Regions from separate parts of the Mus musculus genome. Here regions 1 and 3 are each linked to region 2. A link is a contact called in public Hi-C data. All regions are on one chromosome and are shown on one strand. The core of a region is the stretch at or near the end of the contact, and the rest is flanking DNA. Distances in the headings are between cores, read along the strand shown. Region 1 holds the start of Col6a2 (collagen, type VI, alpha 2). Region 2 overlaps Gm35608 (a long non-coding RNA gene). Region 3 holds the start of Col6a1 (collagen, type VI, alpha 1).

Region 1 (3,192 bases), core at 604-3,103, 58 kb before region 2:
GTAGATGGCATGCGTTCTGTCCAGCTTCTCTGGTGGGTAACGGGCAATGAGTGGAACCTGGGCCCCTCAGAACAGAACTCCCCACTCCTTATGCCAGTTCCCTGCCGTGTGGACTAGGAAGCTGCCCCTTGTCTATCTGGCATTTGTGTCTTGGATCTCCAGTGGGCACTCATGGAGATGCTGCCCATAGTTTGGACCAGCCAGTACTGAGGGCAGAGGCTGGGTTCCTAGGTTTGCTCATGTGCAGTACCCCTAGGTTTGCTCATGTGCAGTGGGGGTTCTAGACTCTCAGATTTCATGAATGGACAAAAGAGACACAACGAGGCTGGCTGGATTCTGAGAGTCATATCAAAGAACCTCCGATGCCCGTAGCTTCCCATGCCCTGCCGAGAGACCTCCTTAGAGGCCTCTCTAAAGAAGAGCTCACTGGATTTGCTGGCAAATCACTGCTGGACAGGAAGGAACCCACCCTCCAGCACACAAACTGCCCAAGTGGCAGTAGTCTTGACTACTTCTTCCAAGGTCTGTGCTGGCTCCCCAACACCATTTCACTGGGAAACGCACTGTTCCCAAGACTGAAGCACAGCTTTCAGAATGGATGCTCTAAACCCCTATGTTCAACCCCTCCCAATTGGTATCACCTGTTCCCTGGGACCCTAGGTCCAAGCCCAGTCTCTGGCCCCACCTTTTCTCTCTAAGGGATCCCAGACACCTGTGTAACCTCCAGTTTCTGTGAGATGAAGCTGCAAATGCCCTGTTTCTTTTTTTCCTTTGCTATGTGTGTGCTAGCCTCAAGAGCCAGAACTATTTAACTGGGGGAAGGGGAGGAACCCAGCAACTTAATCTGGACCTTAAATGTTCCTTGTTGGTACCTTGTCCCTCTATGGCACTTGGCTCCATGTCCTCAGATGAGTATGGAGATACCCCCAGAATACCCAGGCTTCACGAGGGGGCTGTGTTGCTGTCTATAGGAGAGGTGTCTCTGAGGTTGCCCACTGGAGTCCCCAAGGGACTGGAGTGCCCAAGGGAGTCTCAGGGCTAGGATAGAGCCAAGAGTGACAGACTTTATTATTCCTGGGTCCACCCTCATCTTTATGATTCCTGCCTGGTCTCTCCTTAAGCACAGTGGGAGTACCTCGAGATGGCGAGGTGTCCCCTTGAGAGCACCTGGCTAGCCCACTGCTGGGACCTGAGACTCCCTTCTCTGCCTCCCGCAGAGTACCCTTGAAGTCCATCTGAGGAACTAGTTCAAGTGGCTCTGTTACCTTCCTTCCCCATGAAGACTACCCTTCTTCCTTAGGGCCTACGGAGAGGCTAACAACGGACTGTGTGCAGGTTCAAGTCACAGCGTATTTTCCCATTGAGGCAATTTAGGTTCCTTAACCCTTGGGAGACAACTCAGACCTGCTAGCAATGGCCATGGGTCTGACCAGATGTGAGACACTCTGAGGACTGGGGAAGGAGCAGGGATCTGGTCTGTCAGTGGTGAGCAGAAAGCTGTGGAGTCTAGAATAAGAAGCCTGCACCCCAACCAGGCTCTGTCGAACAGAGGCCTAGGGGCCACCTGGAGACTAGAACCTGGGGCAGGACCTTCGGTTTGGGTAGAACTGTGCTCACCTTAGACCCCTGAGGTGCAGCCCCCGAATCCTGTTCCCCCTTTTCCCGCGTGTCCCAGCTGGACACCATGCGAAGAAGCTTACCTGGCTTGGAGAAGATGCCTGGGTACTTCCCGAGGACAGCCCGGGTCCTGACGGCCCGAGGTGCGGGCGCCGAGTGGGTAGGAGGGAGGGGACCCAGGCGCGGCCCGGGACTGAACGGGAGGGGACCAAGCCAGGGGCCTCCCACTTTAACTCTGTCCCGGGCGGGCGGATGCCTGGAAAACTCGACCGCTGGGGGGCGCTGCGGCCCCGCGGATGGGCGGGGTCAGCGGGTGGGGCTGCTGGACGGACTAAGATGAAGCTGGGGAATGAGCTGGGGGAGGGGAGGAAAGGAAGGCGAGGGGAGGGAGTGGCCAGGACACGCAGCAGGGTTGGAGCTGGACCATCTCTGTGCTGTAGTGCCTGGTGACTTTTTTATTTTTCCTTGCAAGCCTCTGGACTCCTAGGTCTCCCAGACCTTTGCTCAAGCTCCCTCCTCCTCTACGTAAAGGAAGGAGCCCCCCCCCCCCCCCCCCGTAGAAGCTATTCTTATCCTGTTGGGCCAGGGCTCCCTCCCCCGCTCCCCCCACCCCCAGTATTCTGACTGAAGTTGGGCGGGATGTGGGGTTGAACTTCAAAGTGCAGTGAAGGGATGCAAAGAACGTATGTCTTTGGGGTTCAGCGGGCCCTGAATTGGTATTGAGGCTCCTGGAAGTTGATAGGGCCCTGAAGAGGCAAGAGGACCAGGCATAGATGTAGGAGCCCTGGCATTGGTATATAACCCTTTCCTCCAAGAATCCCAGAGGTCGGCTTTGAGTGGGGTCTGCTCACATCGCTGGCAGGGTGCATAAGCTATGGCTAGGGCCTTAACTTTCTAGCCTGGAGTAGGACTGGCTCTGAGAAGTACAGGCAGGGATAGGGAAGGGGCTCAATTCGGGGCAGTTCTCAAGGGTGCAGGGTAGTGGGGGTGATGAGGCTTGTTTCTCATACAGCTGAGTAAATCTCTGATCTAGCCCCTGACTTCCAGTCCCACTCTGTGTTCTCCCCCTACCCCCTCCTGTCCAGGGAGGAACTACTTTTGGTAAGCCCATATTGCTGGAGGTCCTTGTCTTTAGGACCTTCCTGCCTCTGCCCATTGAAGCTTTGTCATCTCTTTCTTCTGATGTCTCACACCTGAGAAGTTGGCTCAAGGCACCTTCCACAGTGTCTTGGATCCTTGTGCCTAAGTAGTAATGGAGGACCAGTGTTTCTTCTAAGGAATAGGAAAATGCCATTAAGGTGACCTCTTGGGAGCTGAAAGCTGTCCCTACAGGTCCCAGCCTGAGAGATATCAGCCTGTACCACTTACCACTTGCAGTCCCTAGGACCTGGAGCCCTGACCTGACTATTAGCAATGCAGCATCAGTACCAGCCTTTCATGGGCAGTGCCAGCTATTGCTGTGTGCCGTGCTCTGTGCTGGAGGTCTTTTGAGAGGGTAGGGAGGGACTAGAGCCAGAGGTGTAAGTATGCATGAGTGTCTTATGTATGGTATTTGCATCTCTCTCTCTCTCCCTC
Region 2 (3,311 bases), core at 313-2,812:
CATCCCTGTAATTCTTTCAGACAGAAACAATTATGGGACAGAGGTGTTACTGTGGGATGGCAACCCCAACCCTTACTTGATGTCCTGTCTTCCTGCTGGAGGTGCACTCTACAAGTTCCCTCGCCCTACTGTCAGGCATTTCATCTAAGGAGTCTCTCACTTCCCAGGTCTCTGGTGCATTCTGGGGGTCTCCCCAACCTCCTATTTCCTGAGGTTGCCTGTTTGCATTCTTTCTGCTGGCCCTCAGGGCTTCAGTCCTTTTCCCTCACCCAATACCAGGTCAGGTTCCCCTCTACCCACCCACCCCCATTGCTCCACCCCACCCTGTCCACTTTCCCTCCCAAGTCCCTCCCTTCCTTCCCGCCAGTCCATTGTGGATGGTGCCATCCCTGGGCTGATGATCCTGGGTTCTATAAGAAAGCAGGCTGAGCAAGCAATGGGGAGCAAGCAAGTAAGCAGCAGCCCTCCATGGCCTCTGCATCAGCTCCTGCCTCCAGGTTCCTGCCTGCTTGCGTTCCTTTGGTGATGAACTGAGCTGTGAACCCTTTTCTCCCTAAGCTACTTTGGTCATAGTGTTTCATCACAGCAACAGTAACCCTAAGGCAAATGGCTACAGAGAACCTGGAACCTGGGTAAAAGGTTGAGGTCCCCCTCCTGGGTACATCTAGCATCCCTGCAATGTTTTTGGCTTGGTCCAGGGCTCCTGACTTGACTGTGGCCCCAGAAATCCAACAGTCAACGACTTTGGGAAATCAACAGGAGGGGGACAAGTTAAGGAGACAGTGCTATAGGGGACTTTTTTTTTTCTTTGCTACTTGCAGCAAGCATCTTGGAGAACAGGGACAGGATGCTGGCAGTCTCTAAAAGGAACCTCTCTGTGTACAGAGGTGTAGTTTCAGCAACCCTGGACCTGCATAGTTTAAAGATGCATAGCTCTCATTCCCCAAGAGGAGCGGGGAGGCAGTGCTCCCATCCATAGCCAAGGTCAGGGCCAAGAGGAACCAAATCCCAGTCTTCCCCATGGAAGAGCCCGAGGGGAAGCATGCCCACTGGCTTCTTCCTGGATCACCTTGGACCCTGGATAGTGGCCATGCTGTGAAAGACAAAAGGAAGAGAGAGAAAAACTGACAGAGAGACAGAGACAGACACACAGAGAGAGACAGACACACACAGAGAGACAGACACACACAGAGACAGACACAGAGACAAACACAGAGACCCACAGCAAGAGACCCACATCGAGAGACTCACAGAGAGAGATAGACAGAGAGATAAACAGAGACACACAAGACACAGAGAGAGACACGGAGACACAGAGACACAGAGAGACAGAGACAGAGAAACAGACAGGAAGAGAGAGACAGAGAGAGAGGGAGAGAGAACAGGAGAGCACAATGGTTTAGTCATTTCTCCACCAGCCCCTACAGCAGCCCCCACCCAGGACTTGGCTGACTACCCTGGGCTGCCTGCCTCCCTTTTGCTTTAGTTCTGAGGAGGCCCCTGCAGATGTGCTCCTTATTGGGTTTATTTGGAGCTGTCTGACATGTTCCAGAGAAGGGATGAGTCCTAGCAGGCAGCAGGAGGGTCAGCTTCCTGTGAGGGGAGGGCCTGGAAAGGCAAGGGGCTCAGTTTAGGGGATCTCCCTGTGACTCTGGGCTGGCCAGAGCACTTCTAATTTTCTTAGCAGTTTTCCCTCTTGCTTCCTGAGGATGGGGACATCAACTTGGGCCTCATCTGTGGGTGGCTCCAGAAACGTACTGCCAAGCACAGGGTAAGCTCCTAGCTCTTTCTGGTGTCCTGGGAATGTTCTCTGAGACCCAGGCTGGAGCAACCATGATGTGCAGACCATGGTATGAGCCAGGCCTCTGTCTCCTTTTGCAGGACACACCAGGTAGTGCAAAGCATCCCAGCTCTGCAGGCCAGTACTATGACTCCTAGCTGATGGTCCCAGGTACGGCACATCTTCATAGCGCTTCCTGTAGCAGGCAGTCCAATGACCTTATCTCAGGCATTTCTACTATGCACACAGCGCCTGTCCAGGCAGGAGCCCCAAAGAGGTCCTGAGGAGGTGGTGTTTTGACAGCAGAGATAGTTCACGAGTATGAGGTTTCGGTCAACCATACTGACACCAAGTGTCACCTGAAAGAAGCAGAGTAGGGTGAGCAGGTCAGGTGCTTGGCTTGAGGGGGATGGCAGAGAGACACCCCACCCCCACCTTCTAACTGCTCAGGCAATGTAGCTATAGATGTAGGTTTCCCATTCCCTGGGTCCTATATCCTATACTGAACCCCTTCTCAGGCCTAGGCTATGTGAGCGGCTCAGACAAACTGACTCGCTTAGAGGGAGTGAGGACCCTTGGGTAGGGAGAGAGATGGTTCCTGTTTCTGAGGCGTGGCCGGCTTCCACCATCAGCAGGGAGAACCTCAGACACAGTTCCCAGCACTTCATCTTTGGGGGTGCAAGGTTGGCCCATACTAGTGCTAGAGCAACAGATGTGGGGTCTCTTTGAGGGTCATTTGTCTTCACAAAATACAGCCTTTCTTGGCTCTCCCCTAGACCACAGGAAGATCTGGAATTCCCAAGTTGAGCTTTCCCCCATATGTCTGGGATGGTGGCCAGGCAAATGTGTGACTTCCTGACTTGGCTCCCTTGGGTCCTTCCCCTCACCCTGAAGAGCAATAAACATGGTCCAAAGAGGCTCACCAAGTCACGGGCCGCCCTGCCCTGGGTCAGAGATGTGGCTACAATTCAGGCAGGCAGGCTTGCCCAGGGCACAGTACAGCAGCTGTGTAGAGGGTCTGCGCCACATATTCCCTCCAGATGGAGCTTCTTAGGGACAAAACTGATCTTTCGCCACTTCCTCAGGGAGCCTTAGAGCCTGATATGAGCTCTGCACTGGGGGTTGGTAGTGGGGATGCGGTAGGATCTTCTCTGTCCTTAGCTGTGGGTGTGGCAAGTCTGCCTTCTTCCCAGAGCTACCTGTATTGTCTGCATGCTCTGCCAGCCTGCTGGGTGTCTTTCTACTGTGAACGGCTTACTTGGAGTTACTGCCTTCCCTTGCCTATGACATAGTAGGTCTCTAAAACCTTCTATGCCTGAGGCCATAGGTATTGGTCATCAGAGGAAACCTGTTTCATGGAGGAGACAGAGCTGGCCATGGAAGCCCAAAAGAGCCTGAGCTTTAGAACCAAGGGGAGCACAAGGAAACCCACAGAGTGGCAGACAGTGGCTGAGGAGTGGGGGGGGGGCAGGACCCCGACCTGCGCCTGACATGAGGCAGGCCGAGCATCCTCTGTTCGTGTTGCCTGGCT
Region 3 (3,360 bases), core at 539-3,038, 45 kb after region 2:
GGAGCTCACTTATCTCCATGGGCAGAGAGCCCCGGGCCCTGGATGGGTAGTTAGCATGATTGAGGCCTAAGATAGCATGTATGGGCTAAGTTCCTGTCCTCACAGTGACTGACTGTGGGGACCCTGCTAGGGGAAGAGACTCACGATCTGCATCCTTCCTCAGGGCCTGCCCTCGGCCACACCCTCTGCTCCCAGTGCCCCGTTGAGGAGGGAGGGAGGAAGAGAGTGAATGAAGCATGCTATGTCCCACAGTCCCCTCCTCCCAGGCCCTGTGATGAAGACACTGGGGATGTTCAGCCCAGGACTTAGGTGAAGGCTCTAGTGCCCATGTGGACAGGTGGGAACTCTGGCCACAAGGCATAGCTACACATCTGGCAGACTCCTCAGACCCTGTCTGTGTGTTTGGAGTATGGAGACCTCACAACTCTATACTCAGAACGGTCTTCTCAGCCCTATTGACAAGGTGACTTCCCTCTCTCCCCGCTGTCCCTTCTCCCACCCACTCATCCTCTCTCCTGTCCCTCTGAGCTGCAGAGACATGGGATGGAGCTCTGGACAGCTTCTGGAATGTGGAGTTAAGGCTCAGCTCTACCTGCAGGTCCAGTCCCCCACCCCCACCCCCACCCCTACCCCCACCCCAGGACCACAGAGCTACAGGACAGGCCAAGGCAAGCTCATTCTACCTGTCTCTCAGGTTGTCAATGAAGCGCTTAGTGAAGGACTTCACCTTGTCCACCAAGGCCCCATAAGGTTTCAGCCTCAAGGCCACACTCTCCGAGGTGTCGAGCACGAAGAATAGATCCACAGGGCAGTCTGAGCCAGAGAAGATCCCATGAGCCATGCTCTGAGCCCCACTGGGGGCACAAGGCCCCATTCACATATCCCCATTCTGGCCAGGGGCTTCCTGGCCAGACACCATCCATTCTCACCAGCAGAGCTCCGAGCAGGTGATCAGTGCAGCCCCAGCCCCTCACCTGCCTGGTGGGTAACACCCAGCAGGGTCTGAGTGAGAGCCAAGTCTCAGGGTGTCCTGTCCTTGGACAGAGCCTTGCTCAGTTACAGTGGCCTTGGCCAGTTACAGAGTGCAGGGGCTGCCTGGGAGAACTGGACTATTTCTCCTTATGGTCTCAACCCAAAGCCACCAGATCTATGACCTCCCCCTGAGTTGTGAAGAGGCAGGTTACCTATGCTGGCTATCAAGCAAAGAGAGATTATCAGTCATTCGCTCAGGACAGAAATGGACCAGGCTCCCCTTGCTGCTCAGTCCCTCTGGAGTTTACCAACCTGTCATCTCCCTAGCATGGCAAGATTCGGGGTGACAGGACTCCAGGGCCTTTTGGCTGGGAGCCGGGTATTATATAGCTGCTTCAAGACAGGAACCAAATAGAATGCAGGCTTGGACAAGGGGAAAGTCCCCTTCTTAGTGGCTCTCCACAAGATTAAGACAAAGGGTGGGGGGGAGGTGGGACACCGGACAGTACCTTGTGGGGTATTGAGCCCCATCAACTTTCAGGCCTTCAGGCAGCTAAACACAGCACACAGGGAGCACAGCCAGTTTACTCACCTTGGAAGGCAATCGCTTTGGAGCCCTGGATGTCCTGTGTGGCCACCCAGCAGGCTTGTAGCAGCAGGGGCAGCAGAGCGTGGGCCAGCCTCATGTTTCTGGCTGGCCTGCGAGTCACCGTCAAATGTGGGCCAGGGTCAGGGTGGGCGCTGGGAAAGGCAGAGTGAGAGGTTGTCTCTGCTTGCTGCAGTCAGAGCCCAGAGCTGAGGAGAGAGCCAGGGAGGGTGGAGGGAGGGAGGGAGGGAGGTGCAAAGAGGGGAGGGATCAGGAGAGGAGGGGGAGAGGAAGGGGAGGGCCTCAAAGCTGAGTGAGTCACAGCATCAGCATCGGGTCTCTGGAACCTTGAAGAGAAAAAGGCCCTCTCCTCTCGGGTACTAGGCACCAGGACACTCCTGGGCTGTGGACTTCCTGTTGCTACGGTGTGTGGGATGTTTACCCACTCAGAGTCAACTGTCCAGTGTAACATAGAAGAAAATATATGGTGAACAAACTCTGTGATTCCCAAAAGAAGTTCCAGGAAATATTTCTGGTTGTTTCATTCCAAATACCGCCTTTGGGACTATGCAGCCCAGCTTTCTGGTGTGAGCCACAAACGTGGCTTTCTCCAGTGCTGGTGATTTCTGCGTAGCCGTCACTTTGGCTTAGTTAAATACTTAACTTGCAAAAGATATTTGATCTTTCGATCTTTATTATGGAAATCCAAGTTGTCAACACTAACCACATGGATGTATTTGTATAAGAGTCTCTTTTTATTTCTGTTTCTCTCTGTGTGTCTCTGTGTGTGTGTTGATAACATCTGGGCTCCAGATAAAGCCAGAACCATCCTTACCCAGAGCAAATTCCAGAAGAGTGGTATAGTCATTATAATACAAAAACTTGGTTACAAATTTCAGCATCATTAATAATAAAAGTCTGTAAAGAAAAGTGACAGTGACTCCTAGGACTCAGTGAGACTGTGTCCTTTGTCCTCCTCATGCCAGCCCTACAGTATATGTCACCATGGTGGACACATGTTCTTCCTGGCAGTAATCTCATGCCCACCCACCGCCCCAACCTGAGCATCAGGCCATTGGCTTTGGGCTGTGGCTTCATGCTGTACATGTGGCTTTTTTTCTTGGCCTTTGGAGCCTCCACAAGCTGAGCTATTTCCTTTATAGGGTGGTTGCACAATAAAGACAGCTTAAGCCCTTCAGGGCAGGGCCTGGTGTGTCCCTGGGTATTGATGGATACCCTGACGGACACAGGAATAGACACACTGGCAGCCATGATTCCCATGCTGGGCTTTCTAGGATGTGCTCTTCTGAGCCAAAGAGCAGGGGCCTGTCATGTAGCAGATGCATGGTATCACACAGCGACAGTCATAGAGGTCTCCCGGTTGGGTTCAGAGCCATGCCCTGTCAGCAGGCCTGGCGGATCTTGAGGTGATGAATAAAGGGTGGTCAGGAAAATACACAGCACCAGCACTCCAGTCTGCTAACCCCAGCAGGCTACATAGCATTGGCTGACTCTGGACCTGTGACCCTGATTTACTTAACCTATATTCCCCAGGATGGGTAGATGATACTGCAGATGCAGCCTCAGGATGGGGGAGGGGGGTGTAGCCCAGGTAGAGCAGTCAGCTGTGGCTTACGGGCGTTCTAACCAAGGAACTTGGGCAGACCCTTCACACAGCTGGCTGTATTCGTCCTTTTCTAGCTGGTCCGGTGCCAGTTCATGAGCTTTATACAGAAGGAGCAGGGTCTAGTGCTCTGGAGGTCTCAGCCCAGGGATACATCCCTACCCAGCAGCCCTTCCAC

The links. Hi-C and Micro-C count contacts between places; a contact is called where the count stands out from the background.
Region 1: a contact with region 2 is called in a Hi-C map of uterus, with 2.7 times the contacts expected there. The contact joins the promoter of Col6a2 here to the enhancer-like site in region 2. A contact is called at or near these places in 7 of 39 promoter capture datasets (the 3T3-L1 cell line, the HPC-7 cell line, cranial neural crest and 3 more), 1 of 15 datasets of contacts at CTCF or cohesin (the NIH/3T3 cell line), 15 of 484 Hi-C or Micro-C datasets (the NIH/3T3 cell line, brown adipocytes, embryonic fibroblasts and 7 more), 4 of 115 datasets of contacts at active chromatin or transcription factors (craniofacial prominence, embryonic fibroblasts and embryonic stem cells) and 2 of 9 other capture datasets (adipose tissue and liver).
Region 3: a contact with region 2 is called in a Hi-C map of uterus, with 2.8 times the contacts expected there. The contact joins the promoter of Col6a1 here to the enhancer-like site in region 2. A contact is called at or near these places in 1 of 15 datasets of contacts at CTCF or cohesin (the NIH/3T3 cell line), 18 of 484 Hi-C or Micro-C datasets (the HL-1 cell line, the MC3T3-E1 cell line, bone marrow-derived macrophages and 10 more), 4 of 115 datasets of contacts at active chromatin or transcription factors (the NIH/3T3 cell line, craniofacial prominence, embryonic fibroblasts and 1 more) and 2 of 9 other capture datasets (adipose tissue and liver).

Annotation. Positions count from the first base shown.
Region 1 is chr10:76,621,551-76,624,742 of GRCm38.p6, forward strand. It overlaps Col6a2 (collagen, type VI, alpha 2), which reads right to left and starts at 1,854. Exons shown (of 28, transcript NM_146007.2): 1 at 1,701-1,854.
Region 2 is chr10:76,679,444-76,682,754 of GRCm38.p6, forward strand. The region is part of intron 1 of Gm35608 (a long non-coding RNA gene); the gene reads left to right. Among named protein-coding and RNA genes, the nearest start is that of Gm35608, 3.4 kb to the left of the region's middle. Within about 2 kb of position 1,563, at least 12 of the 459 cell types and tissues checked have an H3K27ac peak or open chromatin away from gene starts, as enhancers often do. A contact at or near this core is called in uterus, where this site is marked.
Region 3 is chr10:76,724,256-76,727,615 of GRCm38.p6, forward strand. It overlaps Col6a1 (collagen, type VI, alpha 1), which reads right to left and starts at 1,789. Exons shown (of 35, transcript NM_009933.4): 1 at 1,565-1,789; 2 at 684-813. The coding sequence starts at 1,658.